Regions from separate parts of the Gossypium arboreum genome. Here region 1 is linked to region 2. The links are chromatin contacts, called in public Hi-C maps. All regions are on one chromosome and are shown on one strand. Each heading gives the region's core, a stretch centred on a gene start, on an enhancer-like site or on the middle of the called end of the contact. The rest is flanking DNA. Distances are from core to core; before and after follow the strand shown.

Region 1 (6,153 bases), core at 915-3,414, 430 kb before region 2:
CCCTTTATGGAAAATTACCATTTTGCCCATTTTTGCTTTTTTAATGATTTCTTCTCAAAATTTGATACTTAGACCAATTCAAGTTCATAATAAATATTTAATATAATCCAATGAGTGATAAAATTTTCAATTTTCTCTTTCTCGATAAAAATGAGAAATTTACTATTTACTCCCTATACTTTTAAAATTTCCCAAATTAGTCCCAAAATTGATTTCCTTCTCACCAATGCATATTCAAACTTTTCTTAAATCAATTAATCAATAAGAATTCATATTTTCACATTTTGGCCAAATTCAACTTATTCTTAAATTGTTTTATTTATAAGATTATTATTTTAATAAATAAATTTCATGTTAGAAATTGACAAAAGTATATGTTCATTTATTTATAAATATTTTATAAATTATTATGTATTTTATCAAAAATAACATTTAATTTAATTTTTTACTTTTAAAAAAATTAATTTTAAAGATCAAATTGATGAATATGTAAATTTGCAAGCTAAACTATTTGAATATTTAGATTTAGGATTGGTGATATAATGTATAAATATTGGAGGATAAATTTATTATTATGCCAATAAAAAAGTAATTGTTATTTTTATCAAAAATAACTTTTAATTATTTTTGTGCTTTTTTATTTTAAGAATCAAATTGATGAGAATGTGTAAAGTTGCGACTAATTTATTTGGATTTTAGATTTAGGACTTGATAGAATGTATAAATATTGGATGGTTAAATTTATTATAATGCTAATAAAAAAAGTTATTGTTAGTGATTTAAGGAAGGGTGACTAAAATATTAAAATTTTATAACACTAGTGGCTAAAATAAAAATCTTAAACTTGAATGACCAAAACAGAAATATGCTAATTATTGGGTGACCATATTTATAGTTTACCTTAAAATATTTTATCTTGTGATTTGACCTTTAAATATTCTCTATTTTCCAGATTCATACTTAAACTCTTTTTTAAATCTATTTTGATACCTAAAATATTGTTGTATTATAGAATTTAGTCTAAAAGTTAATGATGTTGAAAAACTACAGCCAATGATAATGTGCTGTATGTCTATCATTTTTTCCCTTATATCATTCATAACATGGTCAATGACCTTCGATCGACCGTTATTGTTGATGGATTATTAAACTTGCGTTCACCGATTATTCACTAAATTCACCAGTTAACTTTTATTTTGAATTTTAAAATTTATAAGAGAATATATATTAATTATTTGAGTTGGTTTGAAAAAAAATTATATTATATATATACTGCAAAATGTAACATTTTGAGTTTTAAACTTTTTTATAATTTTGAAAAGTTTAACTAAATATTTAAATTTTAAAAAGTTAATATACAAAAAAATAAAATATTTTAGAATTTATACATATATTTTAGAATATTTAGAATTCTTTTTTATTTTATATATTTTTAAAAAGTTAATATTTTTCTATTGTTTTCCTCTTTTGTATTCCTTATATTATATATAAGGTTTTTATAATTTTTATTTATATAATTTATATATTATAAAAATAAAATTTTAGAAATTTATTTTTAATTATATATTTTATATATTCAGAATACGTATTTTGATGAATTTTGGATTTTTAAGGGTATCACGTCATCAAAACCACATGTGTATAAAAACGTTAAGTGGATGTGCCCCATTTTTTTAGCACTATTCACTCAGATTAAAATTGATAAGGAGGATAGCTTAAGTACTAAAATTTTAAAAAATTAAAAAATTATAAAATTATTTTATATATTTAAAAATTATTAAAAGAATATATATTTTTAGTTTTAAAATTTTAAAATTCTCATTATACTTTTAAAATTTTTGAAAATTTTAATTAAATTTTCTTAAAATTTTTCATTAATCTCACAAAAATTTTAGTTAGAAATTTATTTTTATTAAAAAATTCTCAATAAACTACTAAATTTTGAAAATTTTATTAGACCTTTAAAACTTAGTCTCAAAATCCACAAATGAAGAGTTAAAATAATTATTTTTGTAAAATTTGAGAGTAAAATAAATGGCAAAGAGAAATTAGGCGTTAGAAAGATCTACCTTAAAATTTGAAAAAAAAAAATCATTTCTTGAAACAGCTAGTTAAGCTAAGCTTCTATTATTTCAAAATTTCCATAAATCCTGTTGAAGCTGATTTATGGACCAGAAAATTTCCAAAGGCTTCTCTCTCTCTCTCTCTCTCTCTCTCTCTCTCTTTGCGATCTTGACTAATCATACAAGACTCCGGAGCTCGCAGTGCAATAATGGATTTGAATCCCTCCACTTTGTGTTGCCAATCTGCCATTCCTCATTCTTACTTGCTTGTGTATATCATACCAAATTAAAGAAAGTCCAGCTTGGCCTTATGTTTGTTTGTGTCTCCCCTCTCGCCCACCTCACCAATTTAACCCCATAAAACGTGTCTCATGTTTCCTACACAAAGCAACCCTCTTGGTTTGTATGGTCAGAATCCATTAATCCAAAGATCTAACACAACCCATTCTCACTCACCATCTTTAGGTTTCCATTTATGCTTTAGCATTCATTAGAGGGACCATTCATGCATGCAGCGATCGGTCATGGTTTAACTGATGGTTTTCAAACCCCTTTCAATCTCAAAACTTCTTATCTCCTGAAGATGAGGTGAATCTATTGTTTGGATTTCTTATGCTCTTTTGGCCCTTCACTCAGATATCTCTGGATAACAGTCGCCCTACCCAATTTTGGTTCTTCTATATAAATCCACCTATCCTTCCCTTTGTACCTTTGTTTGCACTTCATTTTCTTTTCCTATTTTTCCCCTTTTGGCTCTCCATCCCCTAATCTATTTTCTCTTCTTCTTTTGGCATTTCTATTCGTTTTGTCCATTTCTGTTAGAGAAAAAAATGATATACTGTCACAACTACAACCATGTTATTCCTTGTCTTCATTGCCACCCACATAGCTACATTAGGATGGTAAGTGAAATCTCTTCCAACTTTCTTTGCTATTCACGTTTTCAAGTCGAAAACAATAGTACTGAAACCTGCAGAATCGTCAAGTTGGAGTTTATTATGACTAGTACTGTTTTTTTGGTTTTTCATGGGAAAATTTGCAGGTTCAACATCTGATCGAGAGATGTTTGCTGCTTTACATGAACCGACAACAATGTGTCAAGGCACTGGCAAAGTATGCAAGCATTCGGCCGTGCATTACAATTACAGGTGATAAAAGAATGCAACATATTATACCATATATGATCAAATAATTTGGGTATTTAAACGTTTTAATATTAATGCATTTGATAGTGTGGAGAGAGCTAGAAAAGGAGAACAAGGACTTCTTTGAAGCATTTTCAAGCTCTCTCTCCCTACAGGCCTTTTATGGGTAAGAGTTATTAAGCATGTGCTACCCCACACATTCCATATATGTTACCATATTCAAAGACTGAAAGTTGGGTATATACTTTTAGAAATCAATATATATTCATAGAGATGCAATTACAAGTGTTTCGTTTTCGATTTTCCTGGAAGGTACATTCGAAGGAAACCGAGTTATGAAAGGAAGAATCAGTACTGGAAGTGAATGACAAATTCACAATTAATTGTTGCTGAACTGTGTCTATATTCCAAGGTAAGCTAGAAATAGAATGTATAAAATTTTCCAACTTAATTAACTCCAACACATGCTAACTTAACAGCTGCAAAATGTATATATAATCATAAGTTTTTTGCTTAAAAGTAAATTAACTCAAGCATGATGATTCAGACATGCAGAACTTTGAGAAATAGCAAATTTAGATATATTTAGCACTAGCTAAAGTACCAGAAGTAGCAGTAATAGTAAACTTGGAATTTCTCTTAAGAAAACTAAAGTGTTTTTTTTTTTGGAAGACAGTCATATCTAGTACAGACTTGCAGTGAAGACTTCATTCCCAAGAGCATCTCCCAGAAAAGGGCATATGATTTTGAAACCTACCTTTATATAGTACATATATTCATGTATCAGTAGCCCTAAAGGAGTTAATAGTTTGTGGAAGAAATTTTATACTAATAAAATTAATTAGGGATAGAATTAATTGTTCATCACTTCACTCAAATGGTGACTTGGTCCATATGGAATTCCTTGCGGCTTTTCTTTCACGGAAATCATTGCCTTGTATGTGAACCTGAAATTTGTCACAACAGAAAGTCATGCAACCCTTTTCTGTCGCATATATTACCCCAAACATTATGAAGCTAAAGAAGTCTTAACAGTATGTTCAAGTGTCCTTAAATAGCTAACTTATTAATTTCTTTTCTACATGTAATAATTGAACTGCAAGAAAAGGACTACCCTATAGCTATCCTCAGTTTGAGTAATGACCCTTTATAATTATTGAATTACTGTTGCCTGTAAGCTTATTTACCATAAACTTCTTTCTTAGTATGTATAAGAATCATAAGGCATGAAGAAGAATAAGCATGCATGCAATGTCACAAATTTTCTGTCATTAATTAATGATGTATTATCCCTATAGTACCATGTGATGGCTTAAAGAGTACAGCTAACTAATTATGTCAATGATTGATGCAAACTCCATAAACGATCACATAAAGTTCAATAACATGAGGAATTGCTACATGACTCGCAAGTACAGTACTTTTTTTTACAGCTCTAAATAGTTAAAGCTAGCTAGATGTACTTGTAAAAGGATTAAAATTATAAAATTTTTAGGATGAGAGAAAAGCTAACCTCAGTAGCCTCTACGTTCCATGACGCCTCTCCCTCGTCCCGCTCACAACTCACTCCTTCTCCTTTGTTGTGCTTGTGAATGGGAGGAAAGTGGGCCCACTGAAATATTAAGACATATATATATATATATTACAAAACATATGCTGGAAAGCATGGGTTTGTCTTGTTGATTCTTTTGGGTGTCTGAAACATACATTTTTTGCAGCAGTGCTGAAGGCTTCTTTGTGCGGAATGTTGGGATTTTGAGTTTTCAGTCTCCTGATCTCTTCTCTGCCACCAAGAATGAATGAATCTATATATGATAAATGTACTAAGTCAAAGAAAAACTTTTTTTTTTTGGTTTTTCTATAAACGTAGATGGGGGGGTCTTATTACTTGATGAAGCGATTATAAGCTGATGGAGCTCTTTGCCTCTTCTCTGGCGCTGTAAAATTGGACTAAACTAGTATTAGAATTGGAACGATGAAACAGTTCTCCCTTGTGTTACATCCAAGTTTTAAAATGGAAAGAAAGGACGCACGCTTGTTGACTGTGGGATTCACACGGACTATATCTTCTTCTCCATTATCGGAAGAGCTCATCAACGATGGGCTGCGCCTGTCTGAGGTCTTCCTATGGCCACCCACTTCTTCTGAAACTGCTTCTTCTTTTGGCTGATTGACAGAAGCTCACATATGGTATATAATATGATGTTAATGAAACTGATAATCATCTATAGTTAAGAAAGATAGACATCGATTAATCAAATTGGTGACATGCTAATATAACCTAGTAGTGACCATATATTATCGACATACAAGCTGTTGATTAACATATACTTATACCTCATCATCATGAGCAAAGGAAGCTAGAAGGTGCAGTGGGACAAACGAAGCTTTCATCATATTAACTGAGAGAAGGCTTGTGCAGTGCCCACATCTCACTGTCACCACCATGGACAAGCTGTTACATGGGACACTTACCTGCAATATTTCAAAAGCCAAATTATCAGAAGCTGGAGAGAGAAAAGACTTTAACGCATGCATATATAGTGTGGGAAAAACATTCTTTTTTTCTTTTACCAGTAAAATGGTAGTGCAGAAACCACATTGTACATAACAAATCTGCTCAGGGAGATCAAAGAGATGATTCAGTGTCGACATTTTCTTCTTTGTTGATGTTAGTTTGTCTGTTTCTGAGAGTTTGTGTGTGAGGAAGTGAGGGGGAGAGAGAGAGAGACAATGAGGATGATGTGGTGGGCTTTTGATATACATGGGAGGTGGGATTTATAAATTGTACAGAGACTCTAATTACAAGGATATTACCTTTCTTTAGTTATATCTTATACCACTTAATTCCTTAAGCATTGTGCTTTCATTATTGTTGCTAAACAAATTTAAACAAAGTACATACATTCGTGGAACAATAAATGATATTCAAATATGGCAGATCT
Region 2 (6,212 bases), core at 1,685-4,184:
GGGTATAAAAATTACAAATTAAGAAGTTAAACTACATTGTTATTTCTATTTGGCATAATGATAAATTCAACTATTAACATTTGCATCTTTTATCAATTTGACACTTATTCTTTTTTTTTTAGCTAAATTTGGCCCTTAACCTTTTAAAAAGAGTTAAATTTGACTATCAACATTTAGAAAAAGAGTAAAAAAAAAATTAATGGGAATACCAACTAAAACATTAAATTTTTAAACACCATAGTCTACATGGCAATCCATGTGTACTTCATGCTAATTTTTTGAATTTTGATGAAGTATTTATATTTTTTTGAATTTTTTTGAATATTTATAATTTTTTAAATTATTTGGTGACGTAGCATATAAGACAAATAGTGTCATGTTAGCATGAAGTACATGTAAATTCTCTCATGGGTTGCCACATCAACATTGTTAAAAACTTAATGTTTTAGTCAGCATTCCGTTAAGAAAACGAGTTGACTCTTTTTGTAAAGTTGAAGGTAAAATTTAATAAATCAAATTGACAAAAAATATAAATGTTAAAGGTTAAATTTATCATTATACTTTTCTACTTTTATTAAACTTTGAATCATGCTTTAGAAGATCTTCAAATTAACTGCTTTGTAATAAATATAAGTCACAATTATAAATGTAACTTTTTTAAATACTAGCTTTTATTACAAAACTCCTACCAATTTCTTCCTAATTTTGTTGCGGCTCATATTGGTCTTCTCTTCTTCTTCTTTTTTAAATCTCAAATTTATATTTTCCATTGAAGCCAACAGAACAAGGTTTTATATTTGATTTGTTTGTAAGTGATAAAAAAAAATCATCCATTGTTATTGGCTAATAATTTTTTTTCAAGTCCTTAATATAGTTGCTAAGATTTGTGTTTGTGTGAACGTAGTAGTTGTGCTTGTGACAACATTCTTATACGACACTAAGTTTTAGTTGATAGTTTTTTTTTTTTTTTTTATAATATGTAGCAAAAATAGGTAATTAGATTAAGCATCAGGTACTTATTGATTGAAAAACATGGTGGCGGGATTTTAAAATTTTTAATGCATTTAGAATCACATTCGATAGTTAAGAACAATACAACATCAATAATCTAGTATTTGTTATGTTTTGATTTGCTTTGACAAGTTAAAGAAATTAATTTGTAATCGTACTCATTTACGGAAACAACCATATTTTAGGCTATAGACTTCAAAATCAAATGATTCAAAAACCATTTCTAAGAGGACTCGAAGATATATGATATGGGATAAGTATCGCTCAAAAATATGGTCGGAAAGTCTTGAAAAGTCAAGTTGAAGCTACTCTCGTGAAACCCAACAATTAATCTCAAATTTCTCGTAGAGAATTACATTGCATTACGAAAACGATCATATCTTGGACTACAAACCTAGAAATCAAGCGATTCAAAAACCATTTTGAAAAGAAACTGAAGATCTATAATTTGGGCACAAGAACCACCCAAAAATCTGTCAGAGCATCTCAAAAAGTCTAGTCAAATTTGACCATAGAAAATACTACAAGATTGATTTTGGATTCTCATGTAACTTCAATATTTGCTCTCAATAGATGTTACCTTTGCTAACATTGCAATCCATGTGAATGTCACATCAACAATTAATTAATTTTTTAATTTAAAAATATATAATTACTTAAATTTTTTTGTAAAAAATAAATTATATTATAATTTTTTTAAAAATTTTAAAAATATCAAAAATTAATTAATTGCTAATGTGACATCTACATGGTAGTCAGATAGATGTTCACATCTATTTTAGGGTGATTTAACAAAAAGCGCAAATTCAAAAAGTAAAAGAAACGAAATTTAAATGAATGACTAAATTTTTTTTTTGTAAAGTTAAAGGGTCAAATAAGACATTGTGCCTTTATTTATTTATTTATTTATTTATTTGAAATGCTATAATCTAGGGCTAAGCAAAAAAATCAACCAAACCAAAAACCAAACCAAACCTAGATATTTGGACAGTTTATGAAATGAAAGTTCAACAACCGCGATTATTCAAAACCAAAATTGAATTTTGTTTTTATTTAAAATATATTTCATTTTAATTTTTATGGTATAAAAATAAAAATTTATATTTAAAATAATGAAATAATTTAAAATTCTTGAAAATTTATTGCTTTTAGAAATATTTATAAAAATACCTTTGAAATTTTGTCAAATAATAGTCAAAAGCCATAAAACAAAGCTTATTTTATCAAAATAAGTAAAATCAAAACAAAAAATTAATATGAAAAAACCAAGAACTGAACCGAATAATGATAGATGGTTAAAAAAATCTAAAAATCTGGACCGAACCGAACCGATATCACCTCTACTAGGTTAAATTCTGCTATTAGTACATGTACTTTGAAAAAGCTATGAATTTAGTCCCTATACTTTTATTTGATTAATTTTAGTCCTTGTACTTTTCTAATTTTCAAATTTTGGTATTGCCCTAAATAGTAGCAGTTAAATTCAAGTACTATTTCTGTACTATGTGTAAAGTTGTAGACTTAGTCCATTTTTTTCAACTAGATCATTGTAAGTCCCTATACTTTTCAAATTTTAAAATTTCAATCTTAACAAAAATGACATTCGATAATTCATTAACTGGATTTTAATGAGTGTTATGTGGAAATAATAAGCTGACATGACATTACATATATAATAATATGTTTGGCATACCAAAATTTGAAAATATAATAATATTTAATAAATTTAACAATTATTATTTGATGAGAATCGAAATTTTAAAATTTGAAAAGTAAAAATACTAAGAATTGAAAAAAAATAGACAGAAGTTTTTATGAAAATTGACAACAGTCCAAGCATCCGTGAAGATGATGGGCTTGGTCTCAACTTAAGCCCTAAATAGTAATGGCCTGGTTTGGATCGTCGGTATTTAGAATGTACATTAAAAGATAAAAAGACGTAAAAATTCGGAACTTCAGCAGACAAAGAACAGAAAATGCATTCTCTTCAATTCTCAGTTCCACTCCTACCAACTTCCCGGTTCAAGCGCCATTCGGTTCGTTGCGCTAGCGACCGCCAGCAGCTTTTTAACCGCATTGCCCCTGTTTATGATAACGTAACCCATCTTTCACCTCTCTATCCTTTTATTCACCCATTCTTCTTCTTCTCGTAATTTTTGCCTTTGGTTTTGATAACATTTACAGCTGAATGATTTGCTGAGTTTGGGTCAGCATCGTATATGGAAACGCATGGCTGTATCATGGAGTGGGTTGGTATTCAAACTTCTCCCCCTTTTTGTTTCGTTGAATTTTTATTTATCAAGCACTGAAACAGGGCCAAAACGGGAGATTCCCTCTTGGATTTGTGCTGTGGAAGCGGGGATTTAACTTTCCTCATGTCTGAGAAGGCCGGTGCCGACGGCAAAGTATGCTTGTTTTGAATTTTTTTATACCAAAATACAAATAGTATCTGAGTTGCTAAGTGTGTAGGTAATTGGCCTCGATTTCTCGAAAGAACAACTATCAATTGCTTCATCACGCCAATACTTGCTTTCAAAGGCTTGCTACAATAACATTGAGTGAGCACTGGTAAATCTTGTTGTTAACTAACTAGTATGAATATGCTCTTTCAATAATGGAGGTCATAGGTGAAGTATTACAAACTTATCTTCTATTGTGCATAAAACCATTATAAGTTTTGTCTTATCATGACATAATTTGTGTTTGGAATTGAATCTAGATGGGTTGAAGGTGATGCACTCGATTTGCCATTTTCTAATGGTTACTTTGATGCTATTACTATGGGTTATGGGCTGCGCAATGTGGTTGATAAACGTCGAGCTATGCAGGAGATGTTCCGAGTTCTAAAGCCTGGTCTATAGACTATACTCAAATCTTCTGTTTCTCCTGTTGGCATATAGGTTTTCTTTTTTAATTGAACTTGATGGAAAATTGAAAATACTTTAAAGGTTGCTTCTTTCTGCAGACTCAAGGGTGTCGATCCTCGACTTCAATAAAAGCATGCAGCCATTTACTGCATTGTTTCAGGTATACACCACCACTGCCCCAACTTTTTAGATTTTTGAACCTGGTAAAGAGTTGCGGTAGTGACGAATGTCACCTTGCACTTGTTGCACATTAAGTTCAATTCTGAAAGATGCCATTGACGATCAAAAGTTTTTCTTTTGGAAAGGAATGGATGATTGATAATGTTGTAGTACCAACGGCAACAGTTTACGGCCTTGCCAAGGAGTACCAGTATTTGAAAACTTCCATTGATGAATTTTTAACAGGTTCATTCCTTCAATTGCCTATGTCTATTTATGCTGAATTATTTTCTTTTCATGATGATTCGTTTTTCTAGATGTCATCAAATTAAGTCTTTGAAATCTAACTTCATTTAATCTTTGTTTAGGAAGTTGTAAATTCCCGTAACTAAAGTGTCTATTAGATCTATATCAGTAGCGTATTAGTCAGATTTTCTTTGTAAAATAGATATGTTTCTTTGCAAAAATGAAACTACTGTATCCACATACGAAACTATGCAGTATGTATGGGTTCTCAGACTGTCGGAACCATTGATACGAAGTTTAGGGAGGACGTGATATGACAATAGCTTTTGAATAAATACTTGGCCCTCTGTTGTAGGGAAGGAATTGGAGAAACTGGCCTTAGATGCAGGGTTTTCTTATGCCAGACATTACGAGATAGGCGGAGGCCTCATGGGGAACCTAGTAGCCGCTCGTTAAAGTAATTTTATGCATTTGATGTTCGGTTTAGTTGTTGAGGAAGAAAGCATCTTCATGCATATGAATTCCTAACCTTTTCTAAATGCAGTGTGGATTTTGTTGTTGAAATGAATCCTTAGTGTTATGATTGAGAAATCTACAAAAAGAATAATGCTTTAGTTTTGCATCAAATTTGCAATAAAGCGGAAGGGGTGTCCATAGATTAGCTAAACTAGGCCTTGGATCTACTCCAAAGCGGGAATCAGAACACCCCAACCCCAAGCCTTCTTGCCCAAAGAAATATACAAATCACCTATATATTGGGGTGAGCATTCGATCAACTCGAGTCAAAAAATTTCAAGCTAGTCGAGTTGATGAATCTTTTTTTAACAATCGAACTCAATTTGAATTTTTTTTCGAATCAAATCGAGTCGAGTTAACGAATCCTATAATTTATACTCAATGTTACGTTTATATGGACCGATTATTTAATTAGTAGACTAAGTACAAGATTATTTAACTACATAAACAATATAATGATTTTGCCTTTTTAACTAAATATTTTTTAAAATGACGTAGTTTTGTTATTTTTTATTTGAATTTTTAGATAACTCGAATTATGTAATTCATATTGAAGTTAAATCAATAATTTTTTATTTTTTATTCGAGTTGATTCAAATAACTCGATTAACTTAAACTATTTAATTTAAAATTTGAATTTTTTATCGAATTTTTCGAACTGAATCGGATTTTTCTTTATATTGCTTTCAACAAAACTAATATATATTCAACATAATTTTTCTTATGCATACCACTAAATTATCAGCTTTGCACGACAATAATCTAACTATTTTGTCATCTATAATCTTTGAGCACGGATGGCGATATTTTTTAGAACATTTGCTTTTCCCTTTTTTTTTTTTAGGGAAGCATTCGCTAAAATCTTGATCATGTAAAACATGCCTTTTAATCACTTTCAATCAGACGTGTTAATTTTTTAGTTATTATATATATATATAGTTTTGTTTTGTTTTTTTTGGTATGAATGTCGAAACATGTAATAATATCAAATACTAACAGATGAATTGTTTATAAAACCTCAGGAATTAAAATTAATATTTAACAAATAAAATTATAAAATTATTAGAAAAACACATTTGGAATCAACTTGGATAAAAAGATATCTAGAAGTATTTGAATTTGGACTTCCGCATGTCCATGTTCTTTTTAGATGTGAATTAATTTTATATTTTTATAGATTGATATATTTTTATATTTTAAAATGAAAAAAAAGAAAATTTAATATTTTAAAAAATTAAAAATATACAAAATTATTAAAAAATACGTTCGGGATGAATCTAGAGAAAGTAACATTCAGATTCATCAAAATATGGACATTCATTTGTACATATTTATTTTGGACATTAAATAATTTATAATTTTTATAAATTTATTTTTAAATTAAATTTTACATTTTTTAATTTGAAATTTATA

Evidence for each region. Hi-C and Micro-C count contacts between places; a contact is called where the count stands out from the background.
Region 1: a contact with region 2 is called in a Hi-C map of leaf, with 3 times the contacts expected there. The contact joins the promoter of LOC108465611 here to the promoter of LOC108466502 in region 2. A contact is called at or near these places in 2 of 5 Hi-C or Micro-C datasets (both in leaf).

What each region holds. Positions count from the first base shown.
Region 1 is chr2:96,463,966-96,470,118 of ASM2569848v2, reverse strand. It overlaps LOC108465611, which reads left to right and starts at 2,164. Exons shown (of 5, transcript XM_053025057.1): 1 at 2,164-2,965; 2 at 3,106-3,211; 3 at 3,296-3,374; 4 at 3,521-3,620; 5 at 4,927-5,447. The coding sequence starts at 2,894. The coding sequence ends at 3,572. LOC108465610 (axial regulator YABBY 4) reads right to left here and starts at 5,961. Exons shown (of 6, transcript XM_053025058.1): 1 at 5,783-5,961; 2 at 5,546-5,683; 3 at 5,242-5,374; 4 at 5,097-5,145; 5 at 4,722-4,994; 6 at 3,825-4,155. The coding sequence starts at 5,863. The coding sequence ends at 4,829.
Region 2 is chr2:96,034,697-96,040,908 of ASM2569848v2, reverse strand. LOC108466502 (2-phytyl-1,4-beta-naphthoquinone methyltransferase, chloroplastic) reads left to right here and starts at 2,934. Exons shown (of 8, transcript XM_017766870.2): 1 at 2,934-3,107; 2 at 3,196-3,260; 3 at 3,326-3,416; 4 at 3,481-3,569; 5 at 3,731-3,864; 6 at 3,977-4,038; 7 at 4,184-4,283; 8 at 4,639-4,910. The coding sequence starts at 2,988. The coding sequence ends at 4,739.